Linked DNA regions of Mus musculus: all the other regions are linked to region 3. The links are chromatin contacts, called in public HiChIP or PLAC-seq maps. All regions are on one chromosome and are shown on one strand. Each heading gives the region's core, a stretch centred on a gene start, on an enhancer-like site or on the middle of the called end of the contact. The rest is flanking DNA. Distances are from core to core; before and after follow the strand shown.

Region 1 (2,700 bases), core at 109-2,608, 890 kb before region 3:
CAGTGCAATTCCTAGTGGCCCTCCTCCTGTTCTCTTGGGAAGTCAGGAACTTTGCCCTCAGAACTTGATAAACTGCCTTTCTGTAGGGTGGAGTCTGCTGCCTTTGTTTGTTCTCGGTGGGGCCGGCTTTAGGAATCAGTTCCACATGTAGGCAAGTTTGAAGAGTTTAAAAGCAGTGGAAATGGGTGACATGTTCTACTGTTGGTGATCATCTTGATGGCACTTTCTTGGGGGGGTGGTGGTGCCACTTGTAGCTGTGCTGACTGGAATAGCAGCTTTAGCTTTTAAATCCCTATTTCAGTGTCTTAAGGTGAAAAAATTTGCCAGGTACAATATTAAAAATCTCTTCCACCCCCCCCCCCCCAAGACTCTTACTTAGGTCTGTGCATATAGTATCTTTCTGCTGATTCTTAAAGGCCTGAGCTTTGTCCTATGTAGTGTTGGCTTCAGGCTGAGAGGAGGGTTGTTTTCCTGAACACGATAAGGAACTGAGCAGGGCAAAGTAGGAGCTCTAACTGGTGATTGGTAGACAGGATGCCCTGGAATGTGGTTGGCCTGCAGCCCAGAATCCAGCACTTTGTATTTGTTTGTTTCTGGGAGACTGTGGTCTGGTGCTACTGTGACAGGAAGTGAGAAAGCTGGGAGTGGGGGAACAGAGAGGGGTGATGTCTTTGTGGTTCTCCTGTGAAATCTCTTTGTCCCTGGAGAGCGGCTCTGCTGCAGAGCCCTACTGAGAAGAGAGCAGCCTTTGTGTCTAATGGGTCTCAGAGCAGCTAGCTACTCTGAGGGATTAGAGGGTGTGAGATCTGACTGTGGCCTTTTACATCTCAGCACTTGAGTTATATAAATGGCCTTGATCTCTTAGCATTGAAGAGCTTACTGAGTTTTGTGTATGCTATGCTTATTTATGGATCTAGGATTTAATTAAGAATGGAATTCTAGGAGGGCATGGATGATGTTAGATAATGTTGATGTACTATGTAGGTTGCAGAAGTTGTTTGGGGTTTGAAGGGGGCAAAGAAACTGGTAATCCTGGAGCCTTTCTGTGTGGCACCTTGCTACCCACAGGAGTACCCACCCTGCCTATTTGATTTCAGCATCCCCTTACTGCAGGTGGCCAATGTTTACCCCTAACCGGGCATAGCTGGTAGTTCCCTGGGATTGAAGTAGTGTACCCATGACAGTTTGTCCTCCTCCTGCTGCCCCCTTTCTTTCTTGTTTTGTTTTTCCTGCTCTTCATTCCAGCTGTGAAGTAGGCATCTTTTATCACTGTTGATTGGGTGGCTGAGTCCTCAACTTCTTGCTAAGCTGGCTAGCTCTGAGCACACACACAGACCCGCCTTTGATTGACCAGGAGGACAGCTGCCCTAGAGGCAGATTGCTAACATACCGCTAGAACAATCCCTTCCCTCTGTCTGATGCTGCCAGCACAGTCTTCTCTGCTTCTTGTTCCTTCTCTTTCTCATCCCAACTGTGATCTTTGCGCTTGACTTAGTGAGATGTCATAATTAAAAAACAATATTTTGATGAGATTTTCTTATTTGAGGTGGCATAAGGGTGACTGTTTTTTGCTAAATTTCTAGATGAGGCTTGCCAATCAAAGTAGGTGATTGGTATAAAGAAGTACCTGATTTTGATTTGAGTACTTGCTCCTTATAAAAAGAAACTTAGTCAGATGCTGGGAGGTGGTGGCTCATGCTTGGGGACCACAGGTAGGCAGATCTCTTTGAGTTCAAGGATAGAAAGGCTACAAGGAGAGACTCCCCGTCTCTAAATACAAAAACAAAACAACAAAAAAGAAACGTATAGAATACGAGCCCCAGAACTGAGGAATGCTTTGCCTTGTAAAGGGAAGGTAAGACCCAAAGGTCCCTCGGGGTGGATCCACTACTCCTTGCCCATGTCTACCCTACTTCCTTCCTCAAACGTGTGTGTGTGTGTGTGTGTGTGTGTGTGTGTGTGTGTGAGAGAGAGAGAGAGAGAGAGAGAGAGAAGATAGGAGCTCACTCTGTAGCCCAGACTAGCTTGAAATTCTCTTGTTTCAGCCTCCCTTGTATTTTTTGTATTTGGATTACAAGTATGTAATACTATCATATCCTGCTCAAAAAATAACAATAAAACCCCTTGTTTTAACTTTTGTGTACTTAGGATGACTCATAACACTGGAAGCATAGAAAGTTCCTACCCTCCCGTGTGGGGAGAAGTACTATGGCCTTGAGTAGGGCTGCTTACCGGCAGTGCTACTTACGATATGTTCACTTAGTATAGCAAAGCAGACATAGCACTGTGGGCAGAGAGCCGCTGGAGCCCACCTAGGTTTTCAGAGAATATGGCCATCACACAGGTACTGGCCAGACCACCTTACAGACAGGTTGGTACTGGATCAGAAGGTACTGAGAAGATTCTGCTGAGAATTTCTATGGGGAGATTGCAGCACACTGTGCTCTAGGCCTGGGTTTTATCTTTCATTCAGATGGGAAAGCATTTCATCCTGTTACCTGTTAATATAGTTAAAGTGTCGTGCTTCCTGTCACTGCTTTCTTCATAGATGCACTGTTGTTCATAAAGACAGATGTTTCCAAAACCTCACAGAAGGGGTATCTATTGATAGTCTCATCAAGGCTTTGAAAAATGAGGGACTTTGTGCATATGGCTCAGGTACATGATTCCACCTTTTCCAAGTTATTTTCAAATGATGAG
Region 2 (2,700 bases), core at 56-2,555, 680 kb before region 3:
TGGTCAATTATGTCCCATATTTCTAAACGGATGCATCCTATTCTATATCCATATACAGAATTAAAGATTCTGCAATAAATCTCCTCCATGGATCAAGATAGGAAACATTTAAAAATGGCGGTGTCTTTCAGGAACACGATATCCAGAGATTCTGCACCCTGTGTCTTTAGTGCGGTTCCTCATCTGCTAGGACTTTGAGCTCCTCATCTGCTACTTGGTTGTAGTAGCTTCGCTATTCGTCTGTTCCTCCAAGGTGAAGCAGCAAGATTGTAGTAGCTAGTTAGAACTTGCCATTTTCTAAATGTTATAAAATATGTTGATTCAAAGTTTAAACAGACAAATTATATTATTTTATCCATCCTTTCCAGTTTATACGTGAGACATTTGATGCAAAGATCATGTGACTTTTAGTGCTGTCTGGCTTCAGGAGTTATGATTATTGCCAAATCTCATAATTTATCATATTATATAAAACTAACAAGTATATTTCAGGTTTATAGGCTTTTTTTCCTGATCATACGCAATGATTTCTTACTTTATGATATAATTATGTTTAGAGGGAAAACTTTTTTTTAAATTGAAGTTCATTTATTGTATGAAATTATTTCATAGTATCATGTTAAACTAAAGCCACCTTTCCTTGAAGGTTATTTTGAGGTACAACTAGTATAATGTTTAGATTATATAAAATGATATAATTATGTCAGATATTTAAAAGTATGTACAATGATTTCATACTCTATACACAGTCTGGCTTTACAGGACATACAACTCAGGAACTCCTAGAAAGGACAGCCCGAAGCCTGTTCATCTTCTCATGCAAAACTGGTTGTGGAGTTGCATCAGATATTAGTGCTCAAAATTGAGTCCGAATTAGTAATTCTGATGCTCAAAATTCCATGCACATTTAAGAAAAAAAGATGTGACTGATAAATTGTTCCTGGTTGTTCTGTGAACCTTAATTCGACACACACCCACACTCCTAACTCCTTTGATTCTTTTACACCAAGATCGCCTTCAAATCCCAGGCAGCAAGTTCTAACAGAACTCAGTCTAGGTGAAAGGCAGCCAGCTTTTGCTGGTAACAATGTGTTCATACAGCAAAGGATCTCTGTCTGTTCAGGCTGCTTCTTGCTCTTGTCAGAGTGAGAAGGGAGTTGCTGCTCCTTTCCTGGGGTAAGCTATTTGAGAAAGAAAGTAACCTAACACTAAGTGCAGGCGGGGCGGGGTGATGTAACAGGAAGCTGTGATGTTTCCCTTCTGCTGCTGATCGCTTACAATCTGACAACACTCCCCATCTACTCAGAACAAGCCCTCTCTTCGCAGCGTGCACTTCTGCCTTAGGACCGGCGGGCTCTGTTGCCTGGACCTCACGCTGCCTGCAGGACCACATTGCAAAGCTTTCCACACCTCGCCTCCGGGAAACTCTTGTGCAGTATCTCAGAAAATCAAACTCCCTCCTGAGACTATTCCCACAGAATTTCCTTAGGAGCTGTGCCAGGTAAGTGTATTATTCAAAATAAACGTATGTATTCTCAGCACTATTCTTAAGTATTATGACAATGTTTCTAACAAGAATTTAGTAAGTGGCATTGAAATAATGTTGAAACCGCTTCATTTAGTCTACAAAGGGATACTAGAGAGTCTTACTCCAGAATGCATACAAAATGTACTACTAGTGCATAAGAGTATTTACAGTGATACTTTAGAAAATAAATTTACCAATTATTAACGATGTGAGCGGGCTATAAGGCAAGTTTCTGAACAAATACCTTAATCAGGAAACAATGCCTTTTTAAAGTTAGTTGTACTACCAGCTCAAGTCCTGACAGCTGGAAAACATTTGCACCCCAGGAAGGGTCTTTAAATTTTCCACATAATCAGTATTCTAAGGAAGGGATGGCAGAAGACTATGGGGTTCCAGAGTCTTCCTGTGTGGCTGAACACAAAGTTGGATTAAGAAGAAAAGCCACCGGCTTGGACTTCTGTTTGCTTTCCGCTTCTTTTGACATTTACACCTCTAACTAGGGAACCAATGGAATTTTCATTGTTCTTTGTTGCTAGATTTGTGTAAATACCCCATTTTTGGTTTTCCTTTGTTTTTGTTGTTGTTTGTATTGGGTTTTTTTCTTTTGGGGGGGGTGTTCATGAATTGTCTCCACTGTATTAAGATCATGGGTGTCTTACAAATAAGGTAAGGGGAAAACAAAAACAAGACAAAACAAACAAACAAACAAACAAAAAACCCAACCAACAACCAACCAACCATAAACCCCACAACTGCCCAGGGTTAAGAAAATGTAGTGATTTCTACATTACTTCATGGTTTTTAAACTCTTAAGCTTAGAGTTGTGTTACTTCAATTATACTGGAAACTTGTGGGGGAAGAGTGTGAAAGGAGTCTCCATAAATACATAAACAGAGGCACGATAAGCAAGTGGATTAGCTCATTAAGCAGAGGAATTAAATTAGATTTTCAGCTATGATGCTGAGATGAAGCAGCTGCAGGTCTCTCTTGCCACAGTACAGACTGTCCTGAGAATCTAAGGAGCTAGTGCCTACTTAACAAGTGGCTGTCAGAGCGGCATCACAGGTTATTGCTAAGGAATGGGAGATATCAGTTTTGGATTAAAATTGTGCTTATTAGCATAATTTATTAAATTCTACGTTTTCTTACTTAAGTGAAATATAAGCTGCAAG
Region 3 (2,700 bases), core at 33-2,532:
CCATCCCCGGTACACAGGTCCTTCTAGCAGACAACATCAGTGGTTCCTAGGAGGCACCTTTCTCTTGCTCCAAGGCCCTCTCTCTTGGAACATGGTGATTCCAGATAGCTTTGCCCCTGACCCTGTCGGCCACCTGGAAGAGCAATAGCTGAAACCCTTCCTGAGCCTGAAGGCTGATCATATCATGGACGTGATACTGGTAGACTCCAGGAAACTGCTGTCCTCAGCCTCACCTCCTAGGCAGAGAGATCATCAAGTGATAAGTCACCGTGAGCTGACAGAACATCAAAGACATCTATCTGCCTGTCGTGGAAGTCTCCAGGGTAGGGTGTACGTGTAGCAGCCCTTGTTTGAGGGAGGAGCATGTTTCCCACATAAGGACAAGTTCCTGGAAACCCTCTTCCTTTCCTGTGAGGACCTGAACTAGAGCTAGCTCCATCTCCTGCTCAGGGACTCCCAGTTCTTATATAGCCCTGACTGTACCAGTGTTACTGTTTCGAGTGAGTAGATATCCTGGTGGATCCTGGGACCTCAGAGTGAATCAACGTCATGGCCTGCCAGGTTTGCTTCCTCTGCCTTTCTCTCAAAGCAGCCTGCTGCAGAGGCGGAGGACATGGCACCACCAGCTAAAGGCCTTCCATCACCTGGATGGGGCAAACCTCGGGGAGATGTGCAAGGCAGTGCCTATGTGGAAGGATGAGGCAGGGCATGTGCTGACACATGGGAGGATATTGAACATGAGCTAAAGAGTTTGGGCTTTGGGGAAGTGGATCTGGTTTTGAGGGAGAAAGATGGAAGAACTCAGAAGCTGTCACAAACATCGCAAGGAGAGACATGGAAGGATGGGGCCCCTTTGACTTCGTGTAAATGGCTCAACACAACCCCTAGTCTACTGCTGTGACCACTGCCCTGGCTGGTGCCAGTTCCAATTCCACCGGGTCCTACAGTACACATGACCGCACCCAGGTTGACTGCAGCCCTTCTTCTGGATGTTTGTCAGCAACCCACTGCTGACTAAGAATGACCAAACCTCAGCAGCCTAACTCGAGATGGAGGCTATGACCTTCAGGATGTCTGCTGCAGATCCTCCAGAATGCTGTATGGGTGTGCAGCGACATGGGGGTGAGAGGGAGCAAGCATGCACGAGACACTGACACCAGGGAAGGAACAGTTCCTGAAAGCCCAAGTCAGTACAAGAGCCACGCTGGTACCCAGAGCCTGGAGCTCCTGGAGAACTGCCTTCTCCCCCCTACCAGAATACTTCAGATATTTTTCTCAGAGCTCACTTCCTCTTTACAATGAATCATACAGTGAAAAGGGAGGCTGTCCTAGATCCAGGGCAGTCTTCCCCTGTGCCTTTCCCACTGCAGCGATTTCTTCCGCTTGTTTGAAAAGGGTTTCTCCTGTTTAGTTCCCAAGATGCAGATGCCTCTGTGCAGCTCACTATGGACATGGGAGGCACCCACTGCTGTGGACAAGATCCTCATGGAGAAGCCCATGTGCATCCCCAAGTGTCTGTGTTCCACTTAAAATATATTATATGTTATAAAAAGAAAGAAACAAAGGAAGAAAAGAAAGAAGGAAGGGAGGGAGGGAGGGAGGGAGGGAGGGAGGGAGGGAGGGAGGGAGGGAGGGAGGGAGGGAGGGAGGGAGGGGAGGGAATCCTGTTTGGTTTTGCTTTGTTTTGTTGTTGAGACAGGGTTTCTCTGTGTACTCCTGGCTGTCCTGGAACTCACTCTCTAGACCAGGCTGGCCTCGAACTCAAGGATCTGCCTGTCTGTGCCTCCCCAGTGCTGGGATTAAAAGCGTGTGCCACCACCACTCAAAAAGAAAGAAGGAAAGGAGCCGGGCATGGTGGCACACGCCTTTAATCCCAGCACTCGGGAGGCAGAGGCAGGCAGATTTCTGAGTTCGAGGCCAGCCTGGTCTACAAAGTGAGTTCCAGGACAGCCAGGGCTACACAGAGAAACCCTGTCTGGAAAAAACAAAAAAAAAAAAAAAAAAAAAACAAAAAAAAAAACAAAAAAAAGAAGGAAAGGAAAAAAAGATACTTCCTGCCATAATGCTTCTCAGGGACTTGTCTCTGTGGATATCAAGATTAATGTAAGCTAGAAAAGTCACAGAAAATACATGCAAATTCTATATTTTTGGTCTTATGCTTATCAACCAGTTTAAAATCCATAGTTCTTTTCCATATGAAAACATATTTACCACTTATTAAGAACAAATGAATACTGGTCAGAGGTTTTTCATTTTGTTTTGTTTTTAAAGCATCAGATATCAGACATATGTTTTGGATGTAAGCAGAAATTTTAAAAACTAATTTAAGGCAGACATTGTGATGCAAGTCTGTAACCCCAGCACTCAGGACACCGAGGCTGGTAAATCAAGAGTCTGAGGGCTGCCTGTTCAAGCAAGTAGAACCCCTGTCTTCAAAACATAAATAAATAAATTACATTACATTAAATATTAAAAGGCCTGGCTTCCTTAGGGCAGTGGTGCTCAACTTGCCTGACCTGTGACCCTTAATATAGTTGGTCCCCAACCTTGCTAATACTGTGACTCTTTAATACAGTTCTTCATGTTGTAGTGACCCCCCAACCATAAACCTGTTTCACTGCTACTTCGTAATCATAATTTTGCTACTGCTCTGAATTGTAGTATAAGTACTTTTAAAGATAAGAGTTGCCAAAGAGGTCT

What was found. HiChIP or PLAC-seq counts read pairs in DNA pulled down with a chosen protein or histone mark.
Region 1: a contact with region 3 is called in a FOXA1 HiChIP or PLAC-seq map of pancreatic cancer cells. The contact joins two enhancer-like sites. A contact is called at or near these places in 5 of 115 datasets of contacts at active chromatin or transcription factors (astrocytes, embryonic stem cells and pancreatic cancer cells).
Region 2: a contact with region 3 is called in an H3K4me3 HiChIP or PLAC-seq map of bone marrow-derived macrophages, with 6 times the contacts expected there. The contact joins the promoter of Calcrl here to the enhancer-like site in region 3. A contact is called at or near these places in 10 of 39 promoter capture datasets (the C10 cell line, the HPC-7 cell line, cranial neural crest and 5 more), 1 of 484 Hi-C or Micro-C datasets (bone marrow-derived macrophages), 4 of 115 datasets of contacts at active chromatin or transcription factors (the NIH/3T3 cell line, bone marrow-derived macrophages and microglia) and 2 of 9 other capture datasets (liver and macrophages).

The regions. Positions count from the first base shown.
Region 1 is chr2:84,633,734-84,636,433 of GRCm38.p6, reverse strand. The region is part of intron 1 of Ctnnd1 (catenin (cadherin associated protein), delta 1); the gene reads left to right. Among named protein-coding and RNA genes, the nearest start is that of Ctnnd1, 16 kb to the left of the region's middle. Within about 2 kb of position 1,358, at least 290 of the 459 cell types and tissues checked have an H3K27ac peak or open chromatin away from gene starts, as enhancers often do. A contact at or near this core is called in pancreatic cancer cells, where this site is marked.
Region 2 is chr2:84,423,871-84,426,570 of GRCm38.p6, reverse strand. Calcrl (calcitonin receptor-like) reads left to right here and starts at 1,305. Exons shown (of 16, transcript NM_018782.2): 1 at 1,305-1,501.
Region 3 is chr2:83,743,078-83,745,777 of GRCm38.p6, reverse strand. All of the region lies in intron 2 of Itgav (integrin alpha V), which reads right to left. It also overlaps the pseudogene Dnmt3l-ps1. Among named protein-coding and RNA genes, the nearest start is that of Itgav, 20 kb to the right of the region's middle. Within about 2 kb of position 1,282, at least 110 of the 459 cell types and tissues checked have an H3K27ac peak or open chromatin away from gene starts, as enhancers often do. A contact at or near this core is called in the NIH/3T3 cell line, bone marrow-derived macrophages, microglia and 1 more, where this site is marked.